Regions from separate parts of the Sus scrofa genome. Here region 1 is linked to region 2. The links are chromatin contacts, called in public Hi-C maps. All regions are on one chromosome and are shown on one strand. The core of a region is the stretch at or near the end of the contact, and the rest is flanking DNA. Distances in the headings are between cores, read along the strand shown. Region 1 holds the start of NDUFB5 (NADH dehydrogenase [ubiquinone] 1 beta subcomplex subunit 5, mitochondrial). Region 2 holds the start of ZNF639 (zinc finger protein 639).

Evidence for each region. Hi-C and Micro-C count contacts between places; a contact is called where the count stands out from the background.
Region 1: a Hi-C map of liver shows a contact between it and region 2, with 4 times the contacts expected there. The contact joins the promoter of NDUFB5 here to the promoter of ZNF639 in region 2. A contact is called at or near these places in 2 of 47 Hi-C or Micro-C datasets (heart right ventricle and liver) and 1 of 2 datasets of contacts at active chromatin or transcription factors (alveolar macrophages).

What each region holds. Positions count from the first base shown.
Region 1 is chr13:117,654,141-117,658,984 of Sscrofa11.1, reverse strand. NDUFB5 (NADH dehydrogenase [ubiquinone] 1 beta subcomplex subunit 5, mitochondrial) reads right to left here and starts at 2,574. Exons shown (of 6, transcript XM_003132546.2): 1 at 2,328-2,574. The coding sequence starts at 2,451. MRPL47 (39S ribosomal protein L47, mitochondrial) reads left to right here and starts at 2,597. Exons shown (of 7, transcript XM_003132547.4): 1 at 2,597-2,747. The coding sequence starts at 2,650.
Region 2 is chr13:117,367,958-117,372,568 of Sscrofa11.1, reverse strand. It overlaps ZNF639 (zinc finger protein 639), which reads right to left and starts at 2,027. Exons shown (of 7, transcript NM_001244656.1): 1 at 2,004-2,027; 2 at 1,857-1,939. KCNMB3 (calcium-activated potassium channel subunit beta-3) reads left to right here and starts at 2,263. Exons shown (of 4, transcript XM_021069862.1): 1 at 2,263-3,289.

The DNA.
Region 1 (4,844 bases), core at 1,325-3,824, 290 kb before region 2:
TTTCCGCCAACTTCACCTTTTAAGACTACCCCAGAATCCAATTAACATGCCCCATTCCCCATTTCTCAATTAAGTCCATGCTTTGTTTATAAAATCATTTTAATACTCTTCAATTTTTAAGCCATAATATGTGCATGTCAGTCTTCAACATAAATTCTCTGCATCTGAGAGAACTTAAGCTCATTTCCAGAATTCCTTGATGTCTGACATTTAATAAATAATTTACTTTTATCTGCTCATTTTCTAAGAAAGGATTTCACTATGACTGATACCATGACAATACTAGATGTTTAAGAAAGGTGTGGCCACAGGGCTCTGCAGAAGGTGCTATAGATTTTTCGCACACACTTTTTACCACTACTGTTGAGGTAAGTTAAAATTATCACCCTTTTAAAAAACAAAAAACAGTTCTTATGGTAAGAAACAAGTTCACTTCAAAACAGCATTTCTAGAAAGATGCAAAATTAGGCAGAAACACATTTTAGGATTATAAACACTTGTCAACACAAAGGAGATTAATTTCCCCATCAAGTCAACAGAATATAAGCATGCTTGTAATAAAATCTTGTTTTTTACACATGAAGATATGCAAGTTCGGGGCAATTAAGTGCCTTCCACTAGCTTCCAGGTTGTGATGACCCAAGCTCACACAGCTACTAAACTTCAGAGCCAGAATTGGAACGTAGGCAGTCTATCTCCAGGGGAAACAAAACCAGACAAGGTTTTCCACTCTGATGGATCTTACATTCTCATAGGGGCAGACATAAATGATAATATAAAGCAGATTACAACCTTTCATTCCACAGTGGCAGAGTAGGCTTCACATGTAAAATACCTTTGAAAACATGTACACAGCTGAAACACAGTAACATTCACCATAACAATCAAATCCTTTCCGGATCCTGCTCCCAGTGGAAAGGTGCAAATTACCTGCAAGGATCATTCCAAAACTCCAAGAAAGGGGAGTAGTGTATATATAAAGAGGATCTAGGGGTGAAATTTTACCTCAGTTTATCTTCAATTAGGTATGATAAGAATTTTTTGGCTTTAAATTTCACCTCCTCTATAACTACGTATTGAATGCTTACAATGTATTTTTTTTTCAAGAGGAATTAAATGAATACCTTTAATATCTTAGAGTGGTGTCCAGCACATAAGTGCTCAATAAATGTTAGCTGATTATTCAATTTAATACAGGAATACACTTTTTTTTTTTTTTTTTTTTGGTCTTTTTGCCATTTCTTGGGCTGCTCCTGCAGCATATGGAGGTTCCCAGGCTAGGGGTCGAACTGGAGCCATAGCCACAGCAACACGGGATCCGAGGGGCATCTGCAACCTACACCACAGCTCACGGCAACGCCGGATCCTCAAACCACTGAGCAAGGCCAGGGAGGGAACCAGCAACCTCATGGTTCCTAGTCGGATTCGTTAACCACTGAGCCACCACGGGAACTCCAGGAGTACACTGTTTTTATAAATATTGAGTCACAGTTTTCTCATCTGTAAAGTGAGGGTAATATTATATACTCCCTTTATAGAATCGAAGAGGAAATAAAATATACTGAATACAAAGAATTTGATGTTTCCCCACTATGATTATTCATTCTCCTAGAATTCAACTCACAGTGTCCAAGAGGATCTAAATAACCCCACCCCCCGCAAGAAGGCAATGACTTTTCTAAGACCTAGGAACTTTTTCCTTATGGGTCCCTTCCTAAGATATTAAAAATAATTATTTTATGATTACATTCTATAAAACCATTACGATCCAGGCTGGATTCACCATCACATAATGCATTAACATTCTGGTCCTTTTCTTTCTGATTTTAAAATAAATTTAAGTTAAAACATTTTCGTAGACACCTAAAAATATCATCATGAAGGCACTGTGCCTACCAGATGAGTTAGCCCAGAGCCTCGTCACCTGTCTGTATATTATTACTTAGCATGGGTGGGCTCCTCAGCAACGTGATTTCCCACCTTGTGAGACTGAAATGTAGCCCAGGTGGAACATATAAAGAATCTGGTGCCTGAGAAAGATGGGTCTCAGCCCTGTGCCTTTCTAACCGCAGCTTCATCCTCAAATTAGCACCAACAGATCAGGTGAATGACGAAGTGTCTCACAAATTCTAATTAATAACTTTGACATGATCGATCTAATTCAGGAAATTCTCAGTCTCCTCACACAGCCCATGCTCCTTCTCTCAAGCCGCAAGTCCTCAATTTCTCCCCGCTCCCTCCGGATTCCACCAAGGTGACCCGGGAAAAGTCCTCTGTCTCTCCTGCCGCATTCCCTGACCGCGCTTTCTCCCAAAGCCAGCACTCACCGCCAGTCTTAGGAAAGCCATGGGTGAGGAAACCCCCGAATCCAAACCGTGTGCCAAGGCGGCTGCGGGACAGAGTGGCCACAGCAGTGACTGAAGCCCGCTGCAACAAACTCATTGCCGCCATGGCTACTATGGGCGAGAGAAGGGCGGGGAGGAGTAACGGGAGCCGAGAGTGTCAATTTCCTAACAAGGGCGAAGCCGGAAAATAGCCATGTTGACTGAGGGCAAAGCCAATTTCAGTGCTCGTTATCAGTCCGCGTGAGACACAGGAAGTGACGCCATTGTTGGCGGAAATACAGTTTGCTTACTGATCCGAAAAAAAATGGCTGCAGCCGGTTTGGCTGTGTTCTGTAGAAGAGTCTCGGCCGCCCTGAAGGCGTGTAGGTTGTTAATACGTCCTCAGGCCCCTCCTAGCACAAGGTAAGCGATGTGAGTAGTCTGTCCGCATCTCTAACTTTGGCTCATGTTTGGTTGCTGAGATGCTGAGAATGCTCAAGGATGGAAAGGCCGTTGGGATGGCTGGGCCCAAACCCACCTCTGTCAAGAGTAAGTGACCTTGGAGAAGTCTCCCACGTAAGATATTGCCGTCTTTCTCACACATTTTGTTCCACTTACTGTGGGGGGGGGGGTCTGTAAAAACCCAGTATTTTTAAAATTAAACCTAGAGGTACAGTTTGGCTGGGAGAGGTGGGAAAAACTTCACTGAAGAGCTTTTGGTTATGGAACTGAAAGCTCTGTCACGTTCGGGTGGATTTAAAAAAAAAAAAAAAAGGCGAGTCGGGATGGTGAGGAGTTTGTACTCCCAGAGTCTGTCATAAAGAGATTATTCAGTAAATATTGAGTGAATACATGAAAGTAGCCAAATGAATGGAAAGTCACCCTGCAGGTATTAGAAAAGAATATCCTACATGTGGCGCTCATTTCTAGAAAGACCGCTGTCTTCTGGACAGACCAATCATTTTTAGCGTTAAGGTATATCGTTTCCTCCTTTTTATTAACTTTTTTTTTTTTTTTTTTTTTTTTGCCTCAACCTCTGCACGTAGAATATCCCTGGCCAGGGATGGTACCCGAGCTGCAGTTGTGGTCTGTTCCCCTGTGATCTTTAACCCCCTAAGCCAAAAGGGAACAACTTTTGTTTTTAATGAATTGAATTTTATAAATAGTTGGGCATGTTATTTTTTTTTTTAAAGGAAGTAATGTATGTGCTTTTTTTTATAGAGAGAGTCTTAAAGTTTATTTTGGTAGACTTGCATTTATAGTCACTGGTTTAAAGTAGTTACTTTTCAGAGACGATTCTTTGAAGAAGATGCAAAGATTTCACCCTTTATTTTCAAATATGCATAGTAGTGCCCCAGGAATAAGGACTCTCCATCTTTGCCGGAGAGCAAACAGATCTATAGAATGTAAGCCTAAAATGACTCTTTTATGCACTCTGAAACTGCCAGATGAGGCTGGCTTCTCTCCTGGTTCTCAGACTCAAGGGTGAGGGCTGACCATGTGGTAGTCCTCCGGCATGTATGGGGCAGGGGAGGCTGCAAGCAGCCCCTATCTGGGCCTTGCACCCACCCCTCCTTGGGCTACTTGATCCCATGTTAGGCGTCAATGTGCTGCAGCAGCGAACCCCACCGGACACAATTACTTCTGACTTTGCTCCCTGCACTGTACATGCTGCTAGGAAGACAAGCGCCAAGGAGCACTGACCCAGCATGGCACTTAAGGAAGCCCTGCTACTGCTGTGTCCTATTTTAGGGCATTCGTCCTCAAGAATTACTCTGAAATTTGCCACCAGCCCAGAGGGAAGGGTGTCTTGCCTTTTACATAACTTAGTAGATGCTCAATGCACAGCCTCTAAACGCAGGCGCAATTCAAATATCCTGAAAGCACAGGCTAGTCCTGAGGTTAAGTGCCAATGCCGTGTCTTTAAAGATTAAGAAGAAAATGCAAGTTCCCGTTAAGACGTTGAAGCTCCTTGAGATCACAGATTACTGGGTGCACCACTGCCCCAAATGGATGAGTGCAGTGTAGCAAGTAGATAAGTTTCCTTAATGCTAAGAGCTACCAGTCAAATGCCTTTATCCAGCTGTTCTTCTATAGGAAGCAGAATTTCAAAAGTCTTTGGTTCATCTGAGGCAAAATCAGATTTATGTCAAAACACTGCTCCAAGTATTTTCATATCTGTGCCAAGTCTGTTTCGTCTCCCTCAAGACAAATGGGTGTCAACCCAAGCAAGACAAGTCTTAGAAGCACAGAGGCAAAGCGTATATGCCCAGAATGTCTCCATCTGCTTCTATGTGGCCACGCTTCATTAGTTTTAATTTACCAAAAGGAAATTAAATGATAACCTTTTTTTTTCCCCCCCTCAAAGCAGACTGTCTAGAATAGGACTTCAGCTTAAGGCAAATCATAGCATGTTTTTCATTAAATAATCCCCCAAAGAAATCCAAAAAGTCAAGATGGCAGCTCTGAGAGATGACTGGCCTTATATTACAAAGTTTGAGAAATGAAACTTGCAACATT
Region 2 (4,611 bases), core at 778-3,277:
AAAAATCAAAAAATAAAGCTGTTTTCAAATTTATGCAATAAATCAAAATCTCAAGACTTATTCCTAATGCCTCTTTTGCACACTTCCAGAATTTAAAAAGCTTTATACTTCATGTTCTAAATATTCTACAAGCATCAGAGAGAACACTGAAAACTGTCAGCCAAGCATGCGAAACACTTCAAACTCTTTCAAAAAAGCAAGAAAAGGAAACCAAGAATGGCATTAAAATTAATGTTGCAAGTTGGTATGGATTCAGACTGTCAGGTGAAAGGAATAGGATCACCATGATCACGAAATGTTTGACTCCTATTTCCGGCTGACCTCCTTTAAGCCAGATGGTAAAATGCTTGCTCAAAACCAAAAATCCTTCATCTCAGCAAATGTGTTTAGGTGCCTTTGATATGTATGACTGCCCAGATAAAGAAGTTTGGCTTTTCACTTAAGATGTCATGTAAACATTTGCTCACTTCTCCTTCTTTCATTGGGAAGATTCTGAATATACTTTTCATTCAAGTCCCACCTTACTCACTTCAAAACAACAGGTGTAATATATGTCACTGAAGTAAAATTAATCAAATCCTTAGGATGTATTCATCCAGAAAAACCACTGTTAACACTTTGTGTAGATGTCAAGACATTTTCTCATGTTACAGTATTCATATATATTTTACATTTACAAAAGGAGACCATGCCATCCAAAACATTCATTTTTTTAAAAAGTAACTTACAAAACACTTGTCAGCATCTTTCCATCTGTCATTTTTTTTCAACAATAAGAACGTCTGCATACAAAACACACTACAGATAACAGGCAGTCACCACTTAAATAGTTCAACCTTTCTGAAGCCTTTCGTGCAATGTAAATATTCTCTTCCTATTTGGTATAAACATAAGACAAGCATTTACAATAAAAAAAAAACCCTACAGATTTACCCTAAAGAGTTTTAAAAGCATGTTCTTTTCTACCCTCATTTTGAAACAAGCATATATTTTCCAGATTTTTAAAAGAAATGAAAATAAAAAAAATGCGACAGGAAAACTTGAACTAGTGCCCGCTATATATCCAACTTAGTGTCCGTTCTTGCTTTTCTCTTTGCTAAGAAATAACCTGCTTCAAATAACTCGTGTCCCTAGGTTGTACTGAAAAACAAAACCAAAAGGGGTTATAGGCACCCTAACAAGTGGCTTAGACTACTGGCTGGAGACGTAGAGCCGGGACCTTCGCCTGAAGGTTGCGGTTCTCCGTGCGTGCACAGGATGCGCCGCCGGAGGGTCAAGATGCCACCCAGCAAGGCCTGAGGGCCAGCGTGGCGTTTGGGGCCAGACGCCCGGAGGGGCCGCGCAAGAACCACCGGGACGCAGCCGTCTCCATCTCCGCGCCACGCACCCGCCCCACCGCAGCCCGGCGACTAGCGGGGCTTCCCAAGCCCCGACCCCAAAGTCAGCGTTCAGAAAAAAGCCGCGGGGGGCAGAGGCAGTCTTCGCAGGGGGTGGAACTGCCTTCGGAATGGGGGAGGGGAGCGCCATCCCGCCAGAAAACGAAAGCAGGATTTCAGTTTAAAAGACGCCATCCGGTCTTCCCTGCTCTCTCCCGCAGGAAGCTGCACCCGATCGGCCCGCTCCGCCCTCACACTCACCAGTGCCCTAGGCCCGCCTAGCCATCCCAGGCGCAGCTCCGAGGCGGCGGCAGCCCAGGCGCCCGAGGGCGGGCGGAGAGGCCGCGCGGCCCTGCCCGCGGGCAGCGCCGCTCCGGCCCTCGCGCTCCCGGGCGCTCAGCGGGGCTGGCCCCACTCCCTCCCCGCGCGCCCTACGCCCAGCCCGCTAGGCCCCGGGCCTAGCTCAGAGGCCGCACTCACCGCCTCGCTCCGCGCCTGCGCCGCACACCTCCCAGGTCCGCAGAGAGGGAGGGGAGGTGACTAGGTGAGAGTCAGGGCCGGGGATCCGGCGGCGTGGCTGCAGTACATAACCGGCCTGGGAGGGACCACCGGCCTCCAGCCCCAGGGGTGGCCCGGCGGCCCGCGCCCCCTGCAGGCACCTCCGCGCCTCTGCACGTCCCTTCTGGGCGAGGGACCGCCCCTCCCGAAACAGGCGAGTGATTCCACCCTCTACAATTGCTCCCCGCCGCCCTGCCGAAGGAACTTAGGCCAGTTTGCCACCAGCCCTCCCTCCCTTCCGGAAGAAGTGGGAGAAGCTAAGCGCGCCAGCCGCCCTTTTCCCACCCAGCTCCTCCAGGGGACGTGCGAGAAAGGTCTTGCTCGGGTTAGGCAATGCGTGGGGCCGCCGCCTGTTGGGGACGAAAAGGGCAGCTGTCCACGGAACTAGAGGGTGAAACTCTTAAAAGATAGAGAGTCATTGTTAGGCTTTAGCGGGATTCCCTGACAAAAAATCTTGGTGGAATGAATGTGAAATTATAGTGGACTGGATTAAACTCCTTTTCCGACCTTGGGTTTCTAGGAGCAGATGTAGAGAGGATTAAATTAAGCATAAATAAACTTGTGAACGGGGTGTGGTCACATGTTTAATTTTTTTTGACAAGGAGTTGAGGTTAGCTCCAATTCGCAATTGGTAAAGTGAGTTTGTGAGGGTAAGAGACTAGGTTTTATTCATTTTTGTAGCTTCTGTACCGGTTCAGATAATTAAGTGAATGATGAAGCCCATAGGCATTATTGTGTGCCCAAGGTCAATCTGTCTTTTTATCCGCTCATCCACTGTGCTTTTTCTGACTACCACATATTAACCAAGCAGCCACCGTAACGAAATAATCATAGATCTCACTGATCCCTTCAACTATCTCCCAGGATATAAAGCCATACTTGAAAGAGACCAGTTTGGGATACTTAATTTTTACTGTCTCATAACTTTCATGTGTGTGCTCAGCCCAAATAAACGAATATTTACGAATGCTGGCATGGCCCGAACCAAAGACGAAGAGATTTAGAGGCATCTTTTAATCCTAGTATAGTTTATATCCGGCACGGAATTGCCAAGTTTGTGGAATTTGTAAAGAACCTTGTGTATCCTTCCCTCCTCTGAGGTAGTCAGGCTCTCTTCATCTGCTGAGGTGATAGCCACAAGGGGGCGTTAGGGAGCCATTTTTTAAGGCTTTGCCAGCAGTGGTGAAAACCATGCGCGGATCTTGGGAAGGAGATCATTTTGCCTGCCAGCGCCAATGCCTTCGTTTAACTACCGTCGTGCTCTGGCTGCATGGGACTTTTGATTTGTGCTGGCAGCTGGACATCAGCTCTTGGTTGGCTAAGCCGACTCTTCTGAGAACCAACTAGTAGAAAAGGTACACCTCAACTAAATTTAGCTTTTATTTCTTTCACCTCTCCTCCATCTGAAACAATATTGTAATTTATCACCGGTTTGGAGTAGGGTTTTTTTTTTGGTTTTTTTTGGCTTTTTAAGAGACATTATCCAGTGAAATATTACTGTAACTCCTGAAGTGAACCTGTGTTAAATAAATTACTGGCGAAGACAGTCTCAATTTCTGAGCATAATTTGCCAAAAGTCAAAACACTTGTTTTTTATGAACTTGAATATTTACTCCATTCTTGACTATTTGTATTTCTTTTGTGAATTTTGAGTTTATATCCTTTGCTCATTTTTTTTCCCCAGGCTGTTTATCCTTATTTAAAAAATGAGGTTTTTAGCGTTTTATCTGAGATATATGTTGTATATATTTCTTTCCAGTTTGTTGTTTCTAATTTTTAATTTTGTTAATGGCTTAAACATTTAAAATTGTCGTGCAATCAAGTCTATTAATCTTTTCCTTTACAGGTTCTGTTGTTGGCCTTATGCCGAAATAATCTTTTATTCTACCCAATATCTAGTTGCATTTTTTTACTTTTACTTTTTAGTTGATCTGTAATTTGTTTTGGGATATAAGATGACTTTTTCTCTCTATCATAGTCTTTTTTCTTATTTCTCTCCATCTTGTATAACAGCCTGAAATTAAAATTGTGAGAATAAAATTGCTTCATCTGATGCTCAAATAACCTCGTAAGGCATTCATTTGCAAGCTTTAACTGCACCAGATTGACTGAGAGGTGATTGTTAAAATATAAAGGTCTGTGCTCTATCTCCGGAGTTTGTCATTGGATAAGTCTGGGGTGGAACTGGAGCAGCGGTATTTCTAACAAGTTCTCAGGTGATGCTGATGTTGCTGGCTCAGGATCACAGTTTTAAGAACCACAAGCTTAAGGCTTTCCCCACCGACCTCATATTGGCCAAACAGTACAATACTTCTCCACATTCTACAGATAGCTCTGGCTCTTTCTCATCTGTGTTTCAGCATAATTTCTTACACCTGCAATCCCATTCCTTTGTTTCTATCCTAAGATCAAGCTGACACTTTATCTCTTCTATGAAATCTTTGGTTTTCCTTAGCATAGATCTTGATCACTCTTCAGAGATTTTGCAGTATTTAGTGCCTTGGTCTACTTATTATCAAAGATGCGTTTATTGTGGAGATAGATAGTTAAGCTTTAAGCTTCAAGTCCCCTCAATTGCATGAACCTCTCCTAAGATAAGGTACTTAATTTTGTATTCATAATTTCATTTTTCCTAAATTGGTCTCTTCAATTTGCATAAAATTATGTTCTCACAAAA